Linked DNA regions of Arachis hypogaea: region 2 is linked to region 1. Evidence: chromatin contacts called from public Hi-C data. All regions are on one chromosome and are shown on one strand. Each heading gives the region's core, a stretch centred on a gene start, on an enhancer-like site or on the middle of the called end of the contact. The rest is flanking DNA. Distances are from core to core; before and after follow the strand shown. Region 1 holds the start of LOC112758070 (probable protein phosphatase 2C 34). Region 2 has its middle 19 kb from the start of LOC112758071.

Region 1 (4,286 bases), core at 604-3,103:
CAATACTACATACATAGCACTTCTTTTTTATTCTTTTAGCATCGTCAACGGATTTTAGATTGAAAAGGAAACCTCATCGCATTTTAAAATTATTAAGCATCATATTTTAATACATATTAAATATGTACCAACATTCGATAAATATATGCTTATTCTTACCCCCTATATATATACTTGCAAATGCTTTCTTCCTTATAATATATAGTCTTAAAATAATTTATGATCGCTGTAACCTGTGGCTGCACCACTGTCAGTATAATTTTCAGGTGTAGATTATTAATTATTAATTGTTTTGCTATATATATATATATATATATATGTGTGTGTGTGTGTATGTGTGTGTGTGTAAGCACCAACCACCAGAACACGTATGGCTGCTGATAATTATTTAATTAGTAGCAGTTATGCCAAGCATTGTGAGGGAAACGGTCTTTCATTCCCCTTTTAATTTTGTTTCTGAGATATTAATTAGTAATCGAGTAATATTAGAAAAATAACTAAAATTTATCTTATTTAATATTTATTATTTAATAAATATTAAAATAAAATAAATTTTTATTGTTTGTAGTTAATTTTTTTTGTTACGAAACATTTTGGTTAGTAATAATACACTGGGCATAATAATTCCCTAATTGATCTCTGCATATTGTCATAAACAAACACCAATAATTCACGTGTCCTAAAAATGGTCATGTTTGTACTCAACTGAAAGATTCCCTTTGTTGTGTGCCCATACCCCATATATCTATCTACATTATTGGAAATGAAAAGATAAAAATATCACTTTTGAATTTAAAAAAGAAATTAAGAAAAACCATCGTCCTATATATATGGGGAAATTGGAACAAAAAAAACATGGCAACTCAATAATACGCTGATAGGGTAAATGAACACATGCATACATACATTGCATGGGGACAACTTCTTTTGTTTGGCATGCATCATAGATTCTTTTAGCATATTATTTACTGTATAATAGCAATAATATCATGCCAACCAAACATCAAAAAGGGCAATATTGTGATATGAAATATCTAAAGACTATAATTTTTTAAGAAGCAACCCATGCGTTGAATTTCCTTTTTTTTTTTTTGAAAAAAATTGTTACTGTTATCAAATTCACTAGACTAATTGAGTTCATCCTATGTAGGAAATTGGTGGGATCTCACTTTTACCCTTTTATAGTCACAAACTTTTACCTTGTATGACTTGCCGGGAAGAGAATAGTTTCATAGAGTTCCATATTTAGTAAAAGGAAAAAGACCCACATACCTCTTTGCGCTTTTTAATTTGTACATGAAAGCCTAGTTGGTGTTGCACTCGATTATGGGAAGGACCGAAGGAGGGGACTTCACATTAGTGTGGTGTCAGCGTGGAATGGAAATCGGACACTGCGATTTTATAATTCATTTCATAAAAAAATTACACACTACTAACAATACGGAGGGTCCGATTACTACCTTCCGAAAATTCAAAATTTCACCAGCTCCAAATCGGATCCTCCGATTTGTGGAGCCAAATTTAAAATTCAATGAACTCACACGATCCGAGTTCTAGGATCTGACACTAACAAAAAATCTGCCCCACAGATTAGTCTGATACCCCATGACTCCATATTTAGGGAAGACGCGCACACACCTTCCATATCGAAAAAATTGAGCCTACCTCTTTGAATCAAAAAATTTAAATATAACTACGGTTTAGTTAATATGTATCTTAATAACACTATTGTTAATAGAATGTTTTAAATATTTTTATTTAATAAATAAAAAATAAATATATTAAAAACTTAAATTTTTTATATTTAAAAAAAAATCTTAATTTATCATCTTAATCTGTATTCTTAAAACACAAGTTAAACAAAGTCAAAACTATAATCGTCTCATTTTATATGTACATTGTGAATTTTATTTTAGTTGAAATCTAAACTTAGGTGAAGCCAGGATAATCGCTTTAGAAAATAGTTTGATATACAAGCATAAACAAAAAGGTAGCACTTAATAAAAGAAGAGTGTTTTGTTATAGTTATTGGGTCTCTTGTTTATGTGGTGTGGATAAAAAGGGTGGTGAAGAAGAGACTAGAAGAAGCGAACAAAACAAAGCTACACAATGATGGATGCTGATCCGTTCTCACCTCTTCTTCTTTCTCAAAGTTTCAGCTACTATCCTTGTCGGAATTCCCTCCTCTTGTTCCGGCCATCACACTTCCTCCCTCAGATTCACCCTTTCTAGTTCCCTTCCCTTGTCACACACCAAAAGAACTCTAAGCTAAGGTGGTCTCTTATTGCACATCCATGTGTTTTGCTCTCTTTTTCAGCGACTATGTTCTTTTTGTTTCATGGATATCGATAGAGAGACACAGAAGCTGTGCTTATTATCTTAAAGCAATAATAATGGGGTGTTTCAAATTCGGATCAGGACCTTATAAACAAAACTGTTCTTCTTCTGTAGATGTTTCTGTCCTGTCTTTGATGAAATGAATTGAGCTGGAAGTAGTGGTCGACAAATTCTTCCATATATATTTTTTTTGTACTTTCTTCTTCTTTTTTTTCTTCACTTATTGTGGAATTTAATTCTATTCTGTTCTGTTTTGGTATCTTTGAATTTCAAAAGGTAGGAAGAGTGGTGTTGGGAGATTGGACATGTTCCAGTATATATGGATTTTGACTTTCTGTGTCATATATATTCTTGGAAATTTTGTTCTTCTCAGGTCCTCGTATGCAGAATCTAATATCCTTAATTAACTTTTCCTCTATAATGTTCTGTTGTTCAACAGAACATTAATATATTTCTTTTAAATGACAGCCAATCATCCTATGACAATGCAAAGAAAAATGAAATCAATTTTTATTATAGTTATTCCAATAAAGCCACGGGAATATGTTTCTTCCTGAATGGACCACTCTTTGAACCCATCAATGGAGATGATGGGCAACTATTTATTTTTTAAGAAGACCTTCCCTTGTTTCTTTTCTCTGAGTATTTTTGTAATTTCATCTTCTTTCTTGTGAACAGTGTATTCCTGAAATTCAGTGTAGGAATGAATGTTTCTGGATTTAGCTTTTTTTTTTTTTTTTCCACTCCCACCCCTCTTTCTTTCTCATGGATATTAAATTCTGAGCATTCTGGCTCACACCTTGTCTTTTCTTCAGTCACGGATTCTCTCCCAACTTGTTTCCTCTTTCTATTTTTATTTCAACATAAAGCAAATAAAAAAAACCAAGAAAGTTCTTTCTTTTTCTATGTGCTGTTCTGTTTTAAGAGTTATACCAGCTACTAGTCTACTACTTCAGCACTGTTGTGTATATGTAAGCCATAACCATTGTACGTTTTGAATGCACAGATTCTAATACTATAAGAGAGGGAGAAGCACACATTTGAGAGGTGATGGGGCATTTATCTTCTATGTTGAATGGTTTGGCGAGGTGGAAGAAGGGAAAAAGTTCTGGCAGATGTGTCGGTAGAGATGCTGCTGAAGCTATGGCAAGGGAAGCCAAGAAAAATGACTTGATTCTATGCAGTTCCGGCACTGTCAATGTTGATGGTTCAAAGAACTATGCCTCAATCTTTTCCAAGAAAGGCCAGAAAGGTGTGAACCAAGATTGCTGTGTAGTCTGGGAGGTATATAATTATATATGCAGTTATGCACAATCTCACTCCTGTTCTTGTTGCATATTCATGGGGTCTAATAAATTTTGCAACTATGCTAATAGATTGTGGTGATGATTGATTATAGGAATATGGGTGCCAAGAGGACATGATATTCTGTGGGATATTTGATGGGCATGGGCCATGGGGTCACTTTGTGGCAAAGAAAGTGAGAGAGACAATGCCATCATCTTTGCTATGCAATTGGCAGGAGGCACTTGCACAATCTCCTCTTGATCCTGAGATTGATGTTGAGCAAGAGAAGAAGCAGAACCGTTTCAACATATGGAAGCACTCTTACTTGAAGACTTGTGCTGCCATTGATCAAGAACTCTTTCGCTACCGCAAGATCGACTCCTTTTACAGCGGAACCACTGCTCTTTCAGTTGTTAGACAGGTCAAAACTAAATAAAAAAGCTTTCAATTTTGTATTACATTGTTGAGTTGTTTTGAAGAATGAAAACTCATAGTTGTTGCAAAGTGTAATTGGCAGGGTGAACTCATCATTATAGCAAATGTAGGTGATTCCCGTGCTGTGTTAGCTACATCATCAGATGATGGAAGTTTGGTTCCAGTTCAATTAACAGTTGATTTCAAGCCCAATTTACCCCGTTAGTGTTGTTTCAAGCTTAGTGTTC
Region 2 (4,233 bases), core at 31-2,530, 33 kb before region 1:
TTTGAATATTTTTGTTCTGTTTGATTTTTTTTTCTTATTTTTTTTTATTTTCTCTTTCATTATTATCATCATTATCTTCTCTTCCTCTTCCTTCTCTTCTTTATTTAATTTTTTTCTTTTTTTTTTTTATTCTCCTCCTTCATTTATTATTATCATCATTGTTGTCGTTATCATTATTCTATATATGTTCAATAAAATTATTAAGCTGTGAGCACAAAAATTTTAAAAGATTACATACTCATTCACTTAATTAATAAAATACATTTAAAATATTAAATATAACGAGAATTTAACACAAAATTATTAGATAAAAAACAAAAAAATAATATAAAAAAAGAAAAAAAAAAAGCATTAGAAGTAATTTATGAGCTGTGAGGCAAAAAACTTCTATGCTCTATGTAAAAAATTGTTGTGCTATATATATTGATAAGTTTATGTGTTATATCTAAAATTTTTTGTGCTATATATATGGATAATTTCTTTTCTTTTTAGTAAAAATTTAAGTGCTACGTTGATAAGAAAAAAATGCACATGTATATATTATATTAGTGATTTTTATTGAATTTTGGTCAACTTTATAACACTTAGTTACTAAAAATGCTTCCATGTGTAGCACTATTGTTGATAATAATAAGGTTTAATTACTTTGTTAGTTTCTATAATTTTACTAAATTTTTAATTAAATTTTTATATTTTTTTTCAATTAAATCTCAACACTGTTTTTTATTTTATAATTACGTTCTTTCTAATGTAAAAGATATTAAAGTTAACTAAATATTTCTTTACAAATTGAAGATATTTATAATTAAAATTTTAACTAAATCATTGACTACATGTATTTTGATAAAAATATTATGTTTTTAATATTTTTAACATAAAAAAATATAATTATAAAATTAAAAATAGAATAAAATTAAATTAAAAAATATATAAAAATTTAATTAAAAATTTAATAAAATCATAGAAATCAACTGAATAATTAAACCTAATAATAAATTTGCCAAAGAAATCGAGAAAGGAAATGACGGACCCCATAGCCCAATGGACGAACTTGAAACTTGCGACGTCCGTGGTTTTGATTCCTTTTGGGTCCAAGAAATATTTAACGCGTATTTTTGTCATAAGAAATTATAAAATCCTAAAGCACCAAACAAAATTTAGGAAGATTGGGTGGTTTCCATAATTGAATGTTTTTAACCTTTGCCCATCACCCCACATGTCACCAGAGAGGCCCACTTAAATTTTCAGAATAAAGCGCTATGCTCTAGCGTCCTATAAAAAAACAAGGTCTGACCCAAAATAAAAGGCATGTTATTTGTACACATCTCATTTGATGTTTCCGTTATACACTCCTTAAAAAAAAAAATTTCAATCGAAAAAATATAGGTAACAATGTGAATAATAGATATATCGGATATTCAATTCACTAAATGTGTAGATGGTTATTCTTTTTTTTTTTGATATTATAGAGGGGCAAAAGCTCAAAAAAAAAAAAAAACTTAATTACAAACTAAACGGGATAAGGTAACTCCTGTATCATCTTTACTCAAGATTCTCATTACTTCAGGAGGAGGCATATCCCAAAAAACAAAATCTGATTCTATCTTTAAGCTCATTTTACAGGATAATCTATACATCTATTACCTTTTCTATAATTTTGTACAAAAAATATGTTTCAGTCCTTCTTTTTCATGTCATTTATCTCTCTAACATTTGTATTGGGATGACTTTTCAACTTCTTTCCTCTATTTAAAAGGTTGACCACTGCTGCAGAATCAATTTCCACCACTACTCTCTTGAAGTCAATGGTCCACGCTAAATTGAGGCCATTTTTCACTCCCCAAAGTTTTGCTAGAAACACCGTTCCAACCCCTGTCCTGTGGGTGAAGCCTGCGATCCAATTTCCTTCTTCATTCATGAGGAGACCGTCGCACCCAGTAACAACTGGATTCCCCTGCGCTGTGCCGTCAGTGTTTAATTTAATCCAACCCCTCGGAGGAGGATGCCAGCCAATGTTTCTCTCAGTTCTTCCTCTCTGCTTTCCTACCAGGTAATCCTTCTCATGCTTTTTTAATATCTTGCACCTGTTTGTAGATTTCTTGATGTGGTTGTTGTGGTCTGTTGTAACTAGTATCATGCATTTCTTTATTTCTTCAATACCAAATTCTCCAACAAGTTGTTATGAATGTATCTAGCCAATTTAGGTTATCGTTCTTCCCTAATTGCTTCTGTAAATTCACTCCAATCCAGTCATCCCAGTTTGATTGGAAAAAGTCTGGGATTTCATTACTTTTCAGCAAATTGACCCATATGGTGGATGTTTTGGGACAATTTCTCAGAGCATATAAAGTATCTTCTATTCCACTATTGCAGAGAGAGCAATTTTCTGTACCACCAAATATCTTTGCTTTTCTTTGGTTTGTCATGATTCTCCTGTGCATAGCTGTCCAGAGAAAAATTTTAGCCCTTTGTGGTCCCTTCCAACTCCATACCTTTTTCCATATGGTATTTTCTTCTTTCGACCAGTTCCTAAGAGATTTATATATAGCATTTAAAGAGAAATCACCATCCTGTGATAGTTTTCATCCAATTCTATCATCTTTTAATTCTGCTTGGGGAGTAGGGATAACAATGATTTTTTTCATAATATTTGGGGGGAAAGTTTTGGTGGAGCTTGTCTATATCCTAGTCTCCATTTGGATTTGTCCATTCTCAAACAAAGTTATCGGGGTCAATTGAGTCAGGATTTAGAGCCAAATTGAATAGACAACCTTCTTCTTCCACCCATTGATGTTTCCAAAACAGAGTTGATAGTCCATTTTCAATGTGGTGGAGAAATTTTGAAACATAGGCCATAATTTCATCAACTCCTTCCAAAGAGAGGAATTTGTAGTCTTCACTTTGATTTGATTGTTCAAGCTTCCTCCATTGCAGTAATTATGACTTAACACTTTTATCTAAAACGCTTCTGGATTTTCTTTGGCTTGCCATAAAATTTTGAGCAAAAAAGCATCATTCACTGTTGTTAGGTCACAAAATCCAAGGCTCCTTCATGTTTTGGCTGATAAAGAGTTTTCCACCCAATCAGATGCATTTTTCGTTGATTGTTGTCCTCATCCCAAATGAAATTTTTTTGGATCTTTTCTACTTCTCGGCAGATTTCTCTCAGAATCTTCTCGTGTTGCATATTAAAATTTAAGGTTGAACTTAACACTGATTGTGCTAGAGTTAATCTCCCTGCAAAGGACAGACATTTGTCCTTCCACCCCTTAAGCTTATTCTGCATTCTTCCCAACATGTCTTTATAATTTTCTTTCCCCTTCTGATTATTTGTTATCATAGCCCCAAATATCTGCCTAAGTCTCTTTCTTCTCTAAACCTGGTTAGCTTTGTTATATCCTCTCTGGTGTTTGGTTGGTTTTTCTTTGAAAAAACTATGGAAGACTTTTCTTTATTAATATTCAACCCGGTCACATTATAAAACGCCTCCAACACTTCTATGACTATTTATTTGTTCCATAGTTGCCTCTGTAAATAGCAGCAAGTCGTCTGCGAACATAAGATGAGAGATGTCTGGTCCTTCTCTTCCAACTCTGATAGCTTTCCATCCTCCACTCTGAACCTGCTCTTCAATGAGATAAGACAGGGCATCCATTGCAATGACAAAGAGATAGGGGATAGAGGATTTCCCTGTCTCAGCCCTCTGATAGGGGTAAATTTTTCAGTTCTGTTTCCATTCCATATCACACTGTAATTCACTAATTGGATGCAATTCATGATAAGGTTTATAAAGTGGTAAGGGAACTTGAAATTCTAAAGCCTTTTCTTTATGAATTCCCAATTAAGCGTATCATAGGCTTTTTCAAAATCAATTTTAATAGCCATGAATTATTTTTTTTCTTTCATTTTTTTCATAATGTGTATCATCTCTTTTGCTATAAGAATGTTGTCTTGTATTTTTCTTTCGGGTATAAAACTGGATTGGTGAACTGCGATCTTGTCATTTAGGTATGGTTTAATTCTGTCCACCATGATCTTTGTTATTACTTTGTAGCTAGCATTGCACAAAGCAATAGGCCTGAATTGGTTGATGAATTTGGGGTTGTTGATCTTGGGAACCAGGACAAGGAGAGTGTTGTTACACTTTTTGATAAGGTTGGGATTCCTCCAGCAGCTCCAGATAAAATCACACAACTTGCTCTTCATAATTTTCCAATTATTTTTGTATATGAG

Evidence for each region. A called contact is a pair of places that touch in the nucleus more often than the background predicts.
Region 2: a contact with region 1 is called in a Hi-C map of an unstated tissue, with 1.9 times the contacts expected there. The contact joins the enhancer-like site here to the promoter of LOC112758070 in region 1. A contact is called at or near these places in 2 of 8 Hi-C or Micro-C datasets (leaf and an unstated tissue).

The regions. Positions count from the first base shown.
Region 1 is chr16:16,353,209-16,357,494 of arahy.Tifrunner.gnm2.J5K5, reverse strand. LOC112758070 (probable protein phosphatase 2C 34) reads left to right here and starts at 1,853. Exons shown (of 6, transcript XM_025806645.3): 1 at 1,853-2,273; 2 at 3,344-3,621; 3 at 3,737-4,045; 4 at 4,142-4,259. The coding sequence starts at 3,388.
Region 2 is chr16:16,385,853-16,390,085 of arahy.Tifrunner.gnm2.J5K5, reverse strand. No RefSeq gene overlaps it. Among protein-coding and RNA genes, the nearest start is that of LOC112758071, 19 kb to the left of the region's middle. Within about 2 kb of position 1,280, at least 1 of the 3 cell types and tissues checked has open chromatin away from gene starts, as enhancers often do.